Regions from separate parts of the Capra hircus genome. Here region 2 is linked to region 1. The links are chromatin contacts, called in public Hi-C maps. All regions are on one chromosome and are shown on one strand. The core of a region is the stretch at or near the end of the contact, and the rest is flanking DNA. Distances in the headings are between cores, read along the strand shown.

Region 1 (6,347 bases), core at 1,357-3,856:
CTGCTGGGCTGCTATGGACGCGTCTGCTCCCCTGCCGGCCACAGACATCTGCCTTTATTAGCTGGCAACAGAGAAAATGGCCTTTTTGGACCTTCCTCTTGCGAATAATGGATATGCTGCCATAGACCTTCCTGCTTCTGTTTTTTCTGCTTCCTCTGAAGAAAGTGTGTCCAGTGGCCCCTGGCCACTGGGTCTTTATTGGAAAAGCTGTTTTCCAAGATCATTTAGCTCTAAAAAAGTGATGAACCCACAGGGACCTTGAGACCTTGTGTGCGTGTGTGTGTTAAGATCCATTTTGTAAGAGAAGGTCTCTTTTTTGGGGCGGGGTGAGAGGAGTAAGGAAAGGGTAAAGTGAATAAAAATCTCTCACCTAAATCCTAATACCTGCAGTTCTTTCCTTCATATGCCACCTCCTACTCTGCAGGGCTTTGTAAAGCACCTGTTTATTATCTTATAGGTTTAAAAATTGCCCTCATCCTGCAAATGAGAAAACTGAGGCTCAGAAAGGTTAAGTGATTTGCCCAAAGTCACTCAGCTTAGGGGGTGCCAGACTGAGGATTTCAGTCCATGTCTCTGAATCCTGTGCTCCTTCCAATACCCCAAACCACTTCTCACGGGCTGCCAGCAGCCCGCACATTTACCCCATTAGTAGAGGTCGGCGTCTTCACTTTGACTTTTCACTTTCATGCATTGGAGAAGGAAATGGCAACCCACTCCAGTGTTCTTGCCTGGAGAATCCCAGGGACGGGGGAGCCTGGTGGGCTGCCGTCTACGGGGTCGCACAGAGTCGGACACGACTGAAGCGACTTAGCGGCAGCAGAAGCATGTTATCCATTTAAACTTCATTTCTGAATCTGTGTATTTCAGCAACAGTTTTGTTTCAGAGGACTCCAGAGAGTAGCCTTACTTAACCTTCCTCTGGAGGGATGTCTCTTTGGTGGGGAGCAGAGAAAAGGGTGGAGGGGGGAGCGGAAGGGAGCAGCCAGCAGCGAATTTTCCCAGTTTTCCACTGGAGGAAGCCAAGGCCTGGGGAATCAGACAAATCCACGATTCTCCTGGCATTCTGAACGTTTGCCAGGTCCCTGCTCTTTGCTCTCACTATTCCTCTGGGCTGGTTCCAAGTGTGGAGGAATGTCTGCTGAAGTGTTTGTGTTGAGGTTGTGTGTGTTGGGGAGGGGTGGAGTGCGGGGAGACTGATGCTGGCAGGAAGGAGGGTGTTTACCAAAAGTCCAGCCAAGCCTTGGGGTCACGGGGGCTGGTCCAAAGTAGGAAGTGTCCTCTGAGCTGGAGGGGCATTTATGTCCTCCAGAACCCCCTGTATTCTGCAGCTTCCTCTGCTCTAGCTGGCTACCCCCTCATGGTGCAGATAGAATGCGTGTGTGTGTGTGTGTGTGTGTGTGTGTGAAGTCGCTTCAATTGTGTCAGATAGAATACTTTGGTGAAATATTTTTAAGCTAAATACCTGGGTTCAAATCCCACCTCCACTTGTTAGCTGACAGATCTGGGTAAGTCACTTAACTTCCCCATGGACCAGTTTTCTCATATATTGAATGAGAATATTAACATCCACTCTCTGGGCTGTTTTGAGGTTTCAACGAATGATGTAAAGCAAAGAGCAAAAGGTGGCTTTGATTAGTACAGGGTTTGAGGCAGCCAGGAAGTGGGAGGATAATAAAAGGAGACTGCTTGTCCCACAAAGACATTAGCAAGAGGGCAGGAGTGGGTTCAGTGATGAGACAGCTTACGAGGACTTTTGCAAATAGGCCATATGCTGGCTCTGGGGGAACACTGAGAAACTAGTTTGAAAAGCACAAAAGTCATAAAATAGCACTAGTATTATTGGTTTTTTCCCCCTTAGTGTGAGCAAAAATATTCAAGCTGACAAAGCCAAGCCAATCTTCTGGGAACAAGACTCTAAATTTACTTGTGAATCACCTCAGCTTCCTTCCAAGAGAAAGACACCCCCGTCCCTTCACCCAACACCCCCATCTATGACGCATTAGGATCATAACGTCTCAGTTTCTCCCACCAAAATCACAGTCCCTCGTCGTGGGCTTGAGGACAGCCCTGAGGTCTGGTACTGTTTTCTTGTTTCAGTCCCTCTGGCGGTTGGAGTCAGTTTCCAAAACACCCTATCAAGGGAGCGGGATGCGCGCCAAGCCCTACAGTGGACACTAGGTGGCGCCGGACCCCACATTATTCAGGCAACTTGACACCGCTTCCCTTTCTGGAAAATTGTGGCTGCAGTGACATCCTCTTCTCCGAGAAGGGGGCTATTTCAGTTTACGCCACAAGCATAAAGGGCCACTAGAAGATTCCCCCCGGCTTTGCTGCTAACTGGGGCAATTGTCCGGGTGTGGCTACGCAAGGCCGTTCCCGGACCTGAAGCTGGAGACCCGGCAGTCAGTTGCTGAGCTATATATAACTTGTTAGGAACAAGTAGCTTTTTTCAATTTCTGCTCTGCCCAAAGAGGCAGGAAGGAAAAGAACTTTCTCCCTTAGGAAGAGGTGGGGGGCGGGGAAAGTGGCAGATGCCCAGGCTCCTCCCTGAACTGCCTGGCATCTGCCTTGCCGGCAAGGAAGGGAGCCGAGGACTTCCAACCCTGACCCCATGCCATTTCATTCCAGGCCCCACCCCTTCTGGCGGGGATCAGCCATCCTCAGTGCCCCAGAGGAGCTGTGTTGTGCGTTTATTTTCTGTCGAGGGATCTGGGCTGAGGTTGCCATTAAGTACCCGCTTAATTTCATTGCACTGAGAGTACACCCTCACAAGGACTGGTGGCATATTAGGATCCCCAGGGCTGTGATCACAAAGTTCTTATGGACAACAGCAGTAAGTGGCAGTTATAAAGTCATTTCCAGTTTTCTAAGTGTTTATGAGCACTCTACCTACAGAGGCAGGTGAATTTCATTTTCTGATTGCAGATAAAGTGACTGACACGCCAGGGTCTCATGGGAGCTGCTGGCACTGATGTCTCTTTGAAACAGTGATGATCCTTGTTGCTTACTATCATTTTCACTGTTATGTTCCCTTTTGTGTAGGAGGCCAAACAGAGCACTTGCCTAAAGACAGCTTTTGGCTACTGAGTTTCTGTTTGGCTCATACTATCTAGGCAAAGGGTCTTCCCAGCTGGTGATAGTGGTTAAAAAGAACCTCCTGCCTGCCAGCGCAGGAGACATAAGAGAGAAGGGTTCGATCCCTGGGTCAGGAAGATCCCCTGGAGGAGGGCCTGGCAACCCACTTCAATATTCTTGCCTGGAGAATCCCAATGAACAGAGGAACCTGGCAGGCTACAGTCCATAGGGTGGACTGAAGTGACTTAGCACGCACGTATCTAGGCAAACGAGAGCTGAATGTGGAGAGCCAACGAAATAGGGTGAACACTGAGCAGACCCTCGACTTCTTGGCCAGGCAAGAGTTTCCTTCAGTGGGAGATGGGCTCTGCAGAGTAGGAGTGGGATGTGTTGGGAGGGCAGGTATGTTGGCGGTGCTGTTGAGAAGACAACAAGGGAGTGCCTATCAACCAGCCAGTCAGCACATTCACGGGCACCTACCAATAGGAAAAGAAATACTGTGGCTCTGGGAGGTCACAAAGCCTTTAAGTCTGCCTCCAAAGAGCTGGTGGTGCACTGTCAGTGGGGCAAGCATAGCATGTACAGATAAAAAGAAAGTTAATGACTCAGAGGAGTCCTAGAGAAGTCCTAGCTTGGTTGTGTGGCAATTCCCTTTGAAGCAATGAGGAAGAAAGGGGTTGGTGATGCTAGAAGGAGATGGGAGGAAGGGGCCAGGTGGGATTGCTGGTGGCCTGGGCTGGACCTTAGAGCCTGCATAACATGGGGCTTGTGCCCAGGTCATGTCCAGACTGTAGACGTCCTGCTTGGGACAAAGTGGAATCAAAGGTGCAGAATGCCTGGGTAGTATATTGTACCTACAGGATACCTGTGCTGTGGCTTAGGAAGCCAGACGAAGTCACCTGGGGCAGGTGAACTTTCTACTCTTGAACTTTATATTCTCCTGCCCTCCTCCCTACAAGGTTCTGTTCCTTAGGTCCTTGGAGGTGTGGGCACAGTTCCAGGCCCATCACCCCCACTTCTGGTTAGTTCTGGCAACTCCGCTCTGGACTTTCCCCTTCCTCCCCACCCCCACCCACCACCACTGACACCTTTCAGGCCTCATCGCACCTAGTCTGAAGGGCTTTTAAAAATAAAATGATTTCTATAGGAAATAAATGCACATGGAAATGAGCGTGCATGCATAAATCTGACAAAAGCATTTATAGTAAAAGTAAGCCTCCCTTTCGCTCTAGGTCCCCAGCCTCCCAGGTCCTCCCCACAAAGCAGTCCACATCTTTTGCTCCCTACCAGCCCAAGCCTTGTCCAACCACCCTTTTCTGCTTTCTAGAATCTCGTTCTTTAAAGCACAATTGATCCTGTTTGCCCTTGGCCTTGGATGGGTGAAAATGCTAACTCCTTGGCCCAGCCATCAGTCCCTGTAGACTTCTCCAACCTTCTCTGCACCCCACATACCACCCCCAGCCCCTCACAAGCTGTGCTCCTGCCAGGCCCGCGTATTTGCAGTGGCCTAAATCCATGTTCTTCTCTGTCAGAGTGTACATTTAAAAATAATTTTTAATTTACTTTTTTGAATAGATGACACCAATACACACATACATAATAATCTATGCTCCTAACCACTATTTATTAATTTCTTGTATTTCCTTCCAGATCATTTTTATGTGTAGCCTTCTCCCTTTTTTACTCAAATGAGAACATGTAAGTCATACTTTCTATATCTGCATTTTAAACATTTAGTCGTAATATCCTAGAAACTTCTCTGCAGCAATTCATAAAGAGCTTTCTCATTGTTTTCTGTAGCTCTGTGGTATCCAATTGCTTAGATACACTCTAATCTGGCAAACATTTTTGTGAGGACCAGATAGTCAATATCTGAGGTTTTTGGGGCCATCCGGTCTCTGTGAAACCACTCCCCTCTCTGCTGTGGTGCAAATGGAGCCCTGGGTGTAGACAAAGGGGCCTGGCTGTGTTCCATATACTTCTACTTATGGACACTGATGTTAGAATTTTATATGATGTTCACGCATCATGAAACTGAATTCGTCATTTGATTTTTTTCAACCATTAAAGATTTTTTAAATGATTCATAGCTTCAGGTCCTACAATAGCTGGCAGAAGGCCAGTTTAATGACAATTCGCTGACCCCAACCTAGTCAACCAGTTCTCAATTAATGAGCATTTAAATCATTTCTGATTTTTTCCTGCAATTTATAATAATGTGCACATGTCACTTTATATGCATCAAATAGATTTTTCTGTACGGTCAGCTCTACGAAGGAGGGTTGCTGGGTCAGAAGGTGTATGCATTTATTTTGATGTGTGTGTGTGTGTGTATGTTAAGTCACTTTAGTCGTGACTTAAACTCTTCGACCCTTTGGACTGTAGCCCATCAGGCTTCTCTGTCGATGGGATTCCCCAGGCAAGAATACTGGAATGGGTTGCCATGCCCTCCTCCAGGCGATCTTCCCAACCAGGGATCAAACCTGCGTCTCTTGTCTCTCCTGCATTGGCAGGCGTGTTCTTTACCACTAGCGACACCTGGGAAGCCCAGGTTTATTGTGATAAAGATTGTTAAATTGCCCTTTGGGTCTGTCCTAGTGGACATGCTCACCAGCAATGGATGGCAATGTCTGAGTCCTCACAGATAACCGTGTATTTTCAAAACTTGTGTTTTTGCCAATCTAATAGGTTAAAAAACACAAGAGGCCTCTCAGCACGTAGCCATTTGGATTTCTTTTTGTTTCTGTAAGTTGTCTTTTCATTACTTTTACTTGTATTTTTATGAATCTTTTCTAGAGATTTGTTTATATTTTCATAATTTAAGGAGACTAGACCTCTTTCTGCCAAGTTGCATATATTCTTTGCAGGTTTTCATTTGTTTGTTACTTTGCTTATACAAGTTTGCTTGTTTGGCATGCACAAGCTCTAAAATTTTTTTAAGCTTTTATTAGGTGAATTTATCAACTTGTTACTTTATTAGCTTATGGTTTTTGAGTCATAAGTAGGAATTAGAATTCTCCCATGTCTTGTCTTGGTACTTGTGTTGTTTTATTATCAGAATTTAAATGTTGAATCCATTTGGAATTTATTCTGGTATATAGTATGATAGGGCTTCCAGGTGGCTCAGTGGTAAAGCATCCACGTAACAGGGAAGGCAATGTGGGTTCGATCTCTGGATTGGAAAGACCCCCTGGAGAAAGCAATGGCAACTCACTCTAGTATTCTTGCCTAGAGAATCCCCATGGACAGAGGAGACTGGTGGACCACAGTCC
Region 2 (6,347 bases), core at 2,193-4,692, 140 kb after region 1:
CAAGGGGGACAGGGGCTCTCCTATGACCTGTGGGAGCCAAAGACCAATTCTGCCTTCTCCAGAATTTACCAAGGCTCCAAGTTTTAATGCAGAACATTAAGAATGCCACCACAAAGGATTCATGCCTCTAGTGACCGAGGGTAAGAATCAGACATCTTATTTCATATACTGCTGGAGCCATGATAACACAGTCTTCAGGGACGCAGACTTTAGAGGCAGTAGTCCTGCGCTTAATGATCATAAATAATAAAATAATAATATATGTTTACTGAGTGAGTACTACATACCTGGCAATATCTCACATCCCAAGTTCTTGACTTATTAGGTATGTGACCTTAGGCAAGTGACTTACCCTCCATAAGCTAAGCCTCTGCTTCCTCATCTGTAAATTGGTGATAATAATAGTTCCCTTCTCACAGGGCTATTGTGAGCACCACATATGAGTCCACGCAGGTAAAGCACCAAGCACAGTACCTGGCACGTGCTGTTCTTCAAATGTTCTTCCTTGCCTTTTACACCCAGCTCAGGTATCATCCACTCCACAAGCCATCCCTCTTGTCCATCCACCTCCTCTGTGCCCCCCACAGCACTTTATTCCTGCCTGCTTTTCTAGTCCTATGAACTTGCATTACATTTACCTATTCACCTAGTTATCGCTCTTGGCCAACCATACCTTATTTATCCGTGGGTTCCTAAGGTCTAGATCCATGCCAAACACACAGTTTGGATCTCAACACATCCAAACAGGTGGATAAGCACAATATACATCAGCCTCTAAAGCAGAGGAGCAGATGTTCTGACTGGGAGGAGGATACATCTCTTGGTTTCATGACCTTGTTGGGTATTTAGGATTTTTGTCAAGCGAAACTCTGATGGGTGTTTGTAAAGCTTCTCCTCCAATGAAACCATCCATTGCTCAAGTGAAAAGTAATAATTCCTCACAACTGGCAATCCAACCCGTCAGTAACCAGCGTGGAGCCCAGTGTTAATGGGTGCGGTGCTGCTGGTTTGGAAGCTGACCAGAGACAGCAAGTAAACATGACGGTTGCCTGGGTGTACAAACACCAAACCAGCTTCTCACGGCCTCATCCCTGGGACGGTCCAGTCACTGCATCCGTGACACCCACATGTGCCTACTTGTCAGCTCCTGTCAAGTGCAGCAGCAAGGGCCAATCACCCTCAAAATGCAGAGATTAAGGACAAAAACACAAGAACAGCAGTTTTTATAAGAAGCCAATGTGTTTCTATGGGTGTGTTCAGAAAAAAGTGGTCATTTTCTAAGGGCGGGGGTATATGATAAGGGCCTGTGTTAAAAAGAGGAAATATTTCTCTCCTTCTAAGACCACATTCTTTTTTCCAGCTAGAGGCCAGGCAAGACTAGAAGGTTAGAACTGTGCACCCACCCAACTGATGACAGAAAGATACTCTGGGGGGTTGGTCTTCTAGGCTATACAGCACTTATTTCTCTTTTGCATAGATGTCAGGGAAGCAGTGCAAAGTGTTTTTGGAATCTATAAGTAGTGTGGAAAAGGAAATGGGAAGCATGCCTGGCTCCTGTGGCATGAATAATAGAATAAAAAAATTTAAATACAATGTTTATTCCCTTGTGCTCATTGGAATTCAACTGCAGGGCATATAGTAGGGCTTACAGGATTACAGTGGGTGGTCTCCGTCATGACAGGAATTCAATAAAACTCTTACCAATTCTTCTTCCCCATCTGTTAGTTTCTCTTCATTCACTCATTCATTTATCTATACCCTGTCTGGTTCCTGGTTCTGAAAATGAATGCAGCCACATATTCTATAGGCTTGGGGAGCTACGCATGGGGAGCTACGCGTGGTTTTTAAGCGGGGGAACTCCACGATCAAATAAGACTTTTAGAGCATCTAGCATCTAGAATCAGTGCTGAGGATGAGAATAGAGGCCAGTAGCCATCCAGGTGAGTCCTAACTCATGGCTGTGGAGAAGAGAGGATAATCCGAATTTCTTGGCTTGGCCAGACTGTGGATAGTGGAGAAATAGCAAAAACTAACTAGAAAGTTTCTTGTTTAGGTGATTTTGTGAATGATGACACTACCAAAAAAGACTGACAATACAGAGGAGAAGAATTTTGGAGAAGGGAAGATGAAAAGCATGAGGAACCACCTTAGTGAAAAGTGCGCTGTAATGATGTCCCACTACCAGTGAAGGGGACAGATAATGTTGCTAAGGAGGGTCATGTGTTGTTCCAATGGCCAACTGTGGGTTGACCTACAGCTGCACCATGTTGGGTTGCTCTGTCTCACATCCACAGCTGGTCTTACATGCTGATTGTGCCCCATGGCATGAGCACTATGGCCACTAAAGGAACTTTGAGAGTGTGGGCATGGGGCAGTACAAGCCTAGGAGCACCCTTAGAGACCACCCAGAAGGCCTATCTTTACTGATAGTGGGGCTGGTGTGTACCACTTTCACACCTAAATATCTTGAGCTTGGACAGAAATCCACAGGTAGTGGAAAACTGAGTACACCAGAGTAGATAATCAGACTGTTATGATCGTCCTCAGGCTCTGCCTTGAATCTCTGCCCAAATTTGACCTCCTAACCTGAGGGATGAAGTATACTTAGTCGCTCAGTCATTTCTCTTTTCAACCCCATGGACACTAGTTTGCCAGGATCCTCTGTCCAAGAGATTTCCCAGGCAAGAATACTGGAGTGAGTAGCCATTCCCTCTGCCGGTGGATCTTTCTGATCCAGGGATTGGAAGGCGGATTCTTTACTGTCTGAGCTACCAGGGAAGCCTGGAGGGGAAAGAAGAATTATTTCCAAGAACCCTAGTCTTCTGTCTTGACTCCCAAAGCACCTTCTCCTCATCTGAGAACCTCTGCTGCTCCTCCCACGTCCCCATAAAGCCTTTCTTTTCCATATTGGGCAAGTCTATGAGCTGAGCAGCTTCCTGGGTGAGAGAGAAGTTATCTATTGGAGCAGCTCGTACTGCATAAGCTGTCTGTTTCTGTTGCACATATAGAAGGCAGCTTGGAGGTTTTCTTTGTGTTTTTTGTCTTGTATTGCTTATTTATTTTCACTTTGTTTTAAATAAAAGTTTTAGGCTTCTCATTATAACGGGCTTTAATAATTTTAAGAACAGATGACTGGGAAATATCTTGCACAAGGCTAAGACCCCCCCAAGGAGCAAATGTGGAGGCGACCCCTGCTGGCTGGTTTCGCTCCTGCAGCCCTCTGCCCATCTGAACACGTTAGCTTTTGGGAAGGCCTGTGCAGTTTCACAGGGGAGAATCACCTAGCACCAGAAGATACTCTTGCTTTCCGAAACAATGGTCAGTGCCCCTGTAGACTGACTCATTCCATCACTCTCTGCCCTTCTCTTTCATCGGCTCTTGCACAAATATTCAGGGTCTTAATTTGTTCGTCCGTGGAACATTTCCGGGGCCCTGAGGCAAAGCCCGCACTTCGCCAGCAGTGGGAGCCTTCAGGCGAAAGAACACGCTTCCTACCCGGGAGTCCAGCATTAGCAGAGATGGTCTCTTTCAGAAGTAAAAGCCCAGCTATCCAGGCTGAGAACACTCAGTCTACAAGGGTTCCTCAGACCCGAGAGGTAGGTTTACATCTACCTAGGATTTTTCAGGAAACTGGAGTATTTATTTTATCATGAGATAACTTAACCCGGTGCTTCCTCTAGGCTGAGGCAGAACCAGGCTGCCCCCTGCAGGTGGGAGGGAGAGGTACGCATCCTGAGCGCGGCTGCCCAGGCGGCCTTTGCTCAACCCACGTGACCTTCTTCTCAGCGGTTCCCGCACGCCCTGGGCGTTGCTCCACGTGATGCTCAACACGCGATCCCCAGACTAGCGGCAGGGGTGCACCTGGGAACTTGTTAGAAGTGTAAATTCTCAGGCCCCACCCCAGTCCTACTGAAAGGCAACTCTGAGGGTGGGGCCAGCAGCCCGCTTCAGCAAACCCTCCAGGGGATCCTGATGCACCTCAAATTTGAGAACCACTGGTCTGGAAAGAGCAGTGTAGCCACCTCTGGAGGCCCTACTAGACAGCCCAGCTACATGAGACGTGGCCCATCCTGGCTCATGTCAGCCTCAGAACCACAGGATCTCAGAAGTGCCTGTTGCAGAGCCCTTCCATTTACAAATGAGAACAGTGAGATACAAGGGTGTGAAATGAGAACAGTGAGGTACAAGGATGTGAGGGAATTCTCCCACAAACCTCACAAATTACAGGAGAGGAAAAGGAATGCCAGGAAAAGTAACCCTACCAGGGTTCCTCAGACCTACCTGGGTTTGGGGGCTCTGCCCATTCCTCTCTGCAGGTCTGGCTTTCCCATGCCTGTGCCAGGGCGACTCAGAGCTCTAGGCCTTGAGACAGAGCCCCTGGCCTTGCCTTCCTCTCTTCAGAGCGATGTCCCTTCAGTCTTCTCCTTTTTAATCACACTAAGTCCTGCCTGCCACTCAGAGATGAACAGAAAGGGCCCAGTTGTGAAAGGATCACAGCAGGATTTGGTTTTGTTTTTCATCAGTCTCCAGCATCTTTAAAAACGATTTGTCAATCAACGAGAGATAGGAAGTCACTAGAAAGACAGGAAACATTGGAGGATGGAAACACATCCTGTTCAGCCGCAGCTGTCTTTGCGGATGAGCGCCTGGGTCTTTCTGGCAGGCTGGGATGAAGCGGGTGCACTGCCTCCCTCTCCTCCCAGTGTTCAGATGCACGCTGATTTTCTAGAAGGGCTGGGGAGCCGAGGGGGGGGGAGATGAGGGTGGGGGAGAGAAGAGAATAGCACCTAATAAAAAGCTATGTGTAAAAAGAATTTTCAAATGTCATCTAATACATTTGTTAACAAAATCAGAGGGGTTCGGTCCCCAAGAGGAGATTATACCATGAACATGCAGCTTTCTCTCAAAGACTGGAGAAGCAATCGGCCCCTTTTCTAAGCTCTGCACATAGCCACAGAGGATCCCCTGACACTCCCCACTCGCATGGCCTTGGGGACAGGTCCAGCGCTCCTTTGTTTTAGAACATCACCATAATACATTTTCCACCCAGTACCCACTGGGCAGGGTGGGCAGTGGAGGAGACTTTAAACAAAGGAAAAGCTGTCCTTCTCCCCAGATTTGGAGGAGTCATTTTTGCAAGAGGCTTTAACTGAATGCTGCAGCTGAAACTACTGAGGAAGCACTGAGGGAAATCATCCAATAACAGGAGGACAATCCTTTTTCACATTTCAGTGAGGGCTCTACTCCCTTCAGCCCTCTTGGGAGGTGAGCTTTGTACAAGGCTGTTCCATTCAGAGGGACTTCAGCAGGTATTTGTAGCCTGGCTGGACTTTGGGACAGCAATTAAAAGAGGCGGAGGAGAGGATCTTGCAGTAAGAAAGGGAGCTCAGGGTATAAAAGGCATGTTCATTACCAACACACTTGCCTTACACACACACTCGTACTCGCACTCAAAGCTAATTCTGCTTTGGTTTCTGAATATTGTGTCTCTGCATTCCAAGAAAGTGTTAAGCTAATACTTATATTTCTTACCCTCAAGAGCACTTTGCTAAGTGGAAAGTTGGTGTTTTCAGAAGATAAGCTGTTTTCCTGGCCTAAATGAAAGTTTTAATCTCATTGAGGATTTTCTATTCTTCTGGAAGTGGGCTGTGTTTAGCGGAGGGATGGGGCAGGAGCTGAAGCAAGAGGAAGATTCACACACTAGGGTCCTGGCATGAAAGATCTAAGAATGTCTAAATGCTGTGGAACAAGTGACCATGACTTTTTAGCAAGACATGGAACAAGAGAGGAAAAGACAAACAGTAGTTGGGGTGAGGAAGAAGGAAAATGTGTCCACAAAGATCATATTGTAGGACATATCTGGAGATACCAGAAGGAAAATACAGGCAGCTCTTCCAACAGGAGCATGTGTTCAGAACACATGATCAGAACAACCAACCCCCCAAAAGAGGTGGAAGCAATAGACACTGTCATGTTGGAGGGGCGGTGGTGATCAGGCCAAGAGTGACATGTGGCTCCAGGGAAACAAGTTTGCCCACAGTCAAAAATGTTTAGGTTCCATAGATTGGTAGCCTTACACGTACTAGAATTCTGAAGTGTTAAAATCCTAGAAGGAGCTTTGCTGCTTATCTAATCTGACCCCTTCCCTTTTTATAAGAAAAGAAGCTGAGACTCAGAAATGTGAAACAGCTTGGCCCAAATCGCGTTAAACTTGTCAGGACTCTTTCACTCACAGTGACAGAAACCCAGCTCAAACCAATTCAATACACAAAAGGGAATGTGTTAGCTGGTGTAACTATGGGGACCAACTGGTCCCCATCGCAAGACTGAGACAGAAATTTGGATGT

Evidence for each region. A called contact is a pair of places that touch in the nucleus more often than the background predicts.
Region 2: a Hi-C map of blood shows a contact between it and region 1, with 5 times the contacts expected there. The contact joins two enhancer-like sites. A contact is called at or near these places in 3 of 5 Hi-C or Micro-C datasets (all in blood).

What each region holds. Positions count from the first base shown.
Region 1 is chr11:62,479,550-62,485,896 of ARS1.2, forward strand. No RefSeq gene overlaps it. Among named protein-coding and RNA genes, the nearest start is that of LGALSL, 110 kb to the right of the region's middle. Within about 2 kb of position 2,607, at least 3 of the 5 cell types and tissues checked have an H3K27ac peak or open chromatin away from gene starts, as enhancers often do.
Region 2 is chr11:62,620,854-62,627,200 of ARS1.2, forward strand. No RefSeq gene overlaps it. Among named protein-coding and RNA genes, the nearest start is that of AFTPH, 30 kb to the right of the region's middle. Within about 2 kb of position 3,443, at least 3 of the 5 cell types and tissues checked have an H3K27ac peak or open chromatin away from gene starts, as enhancers often do.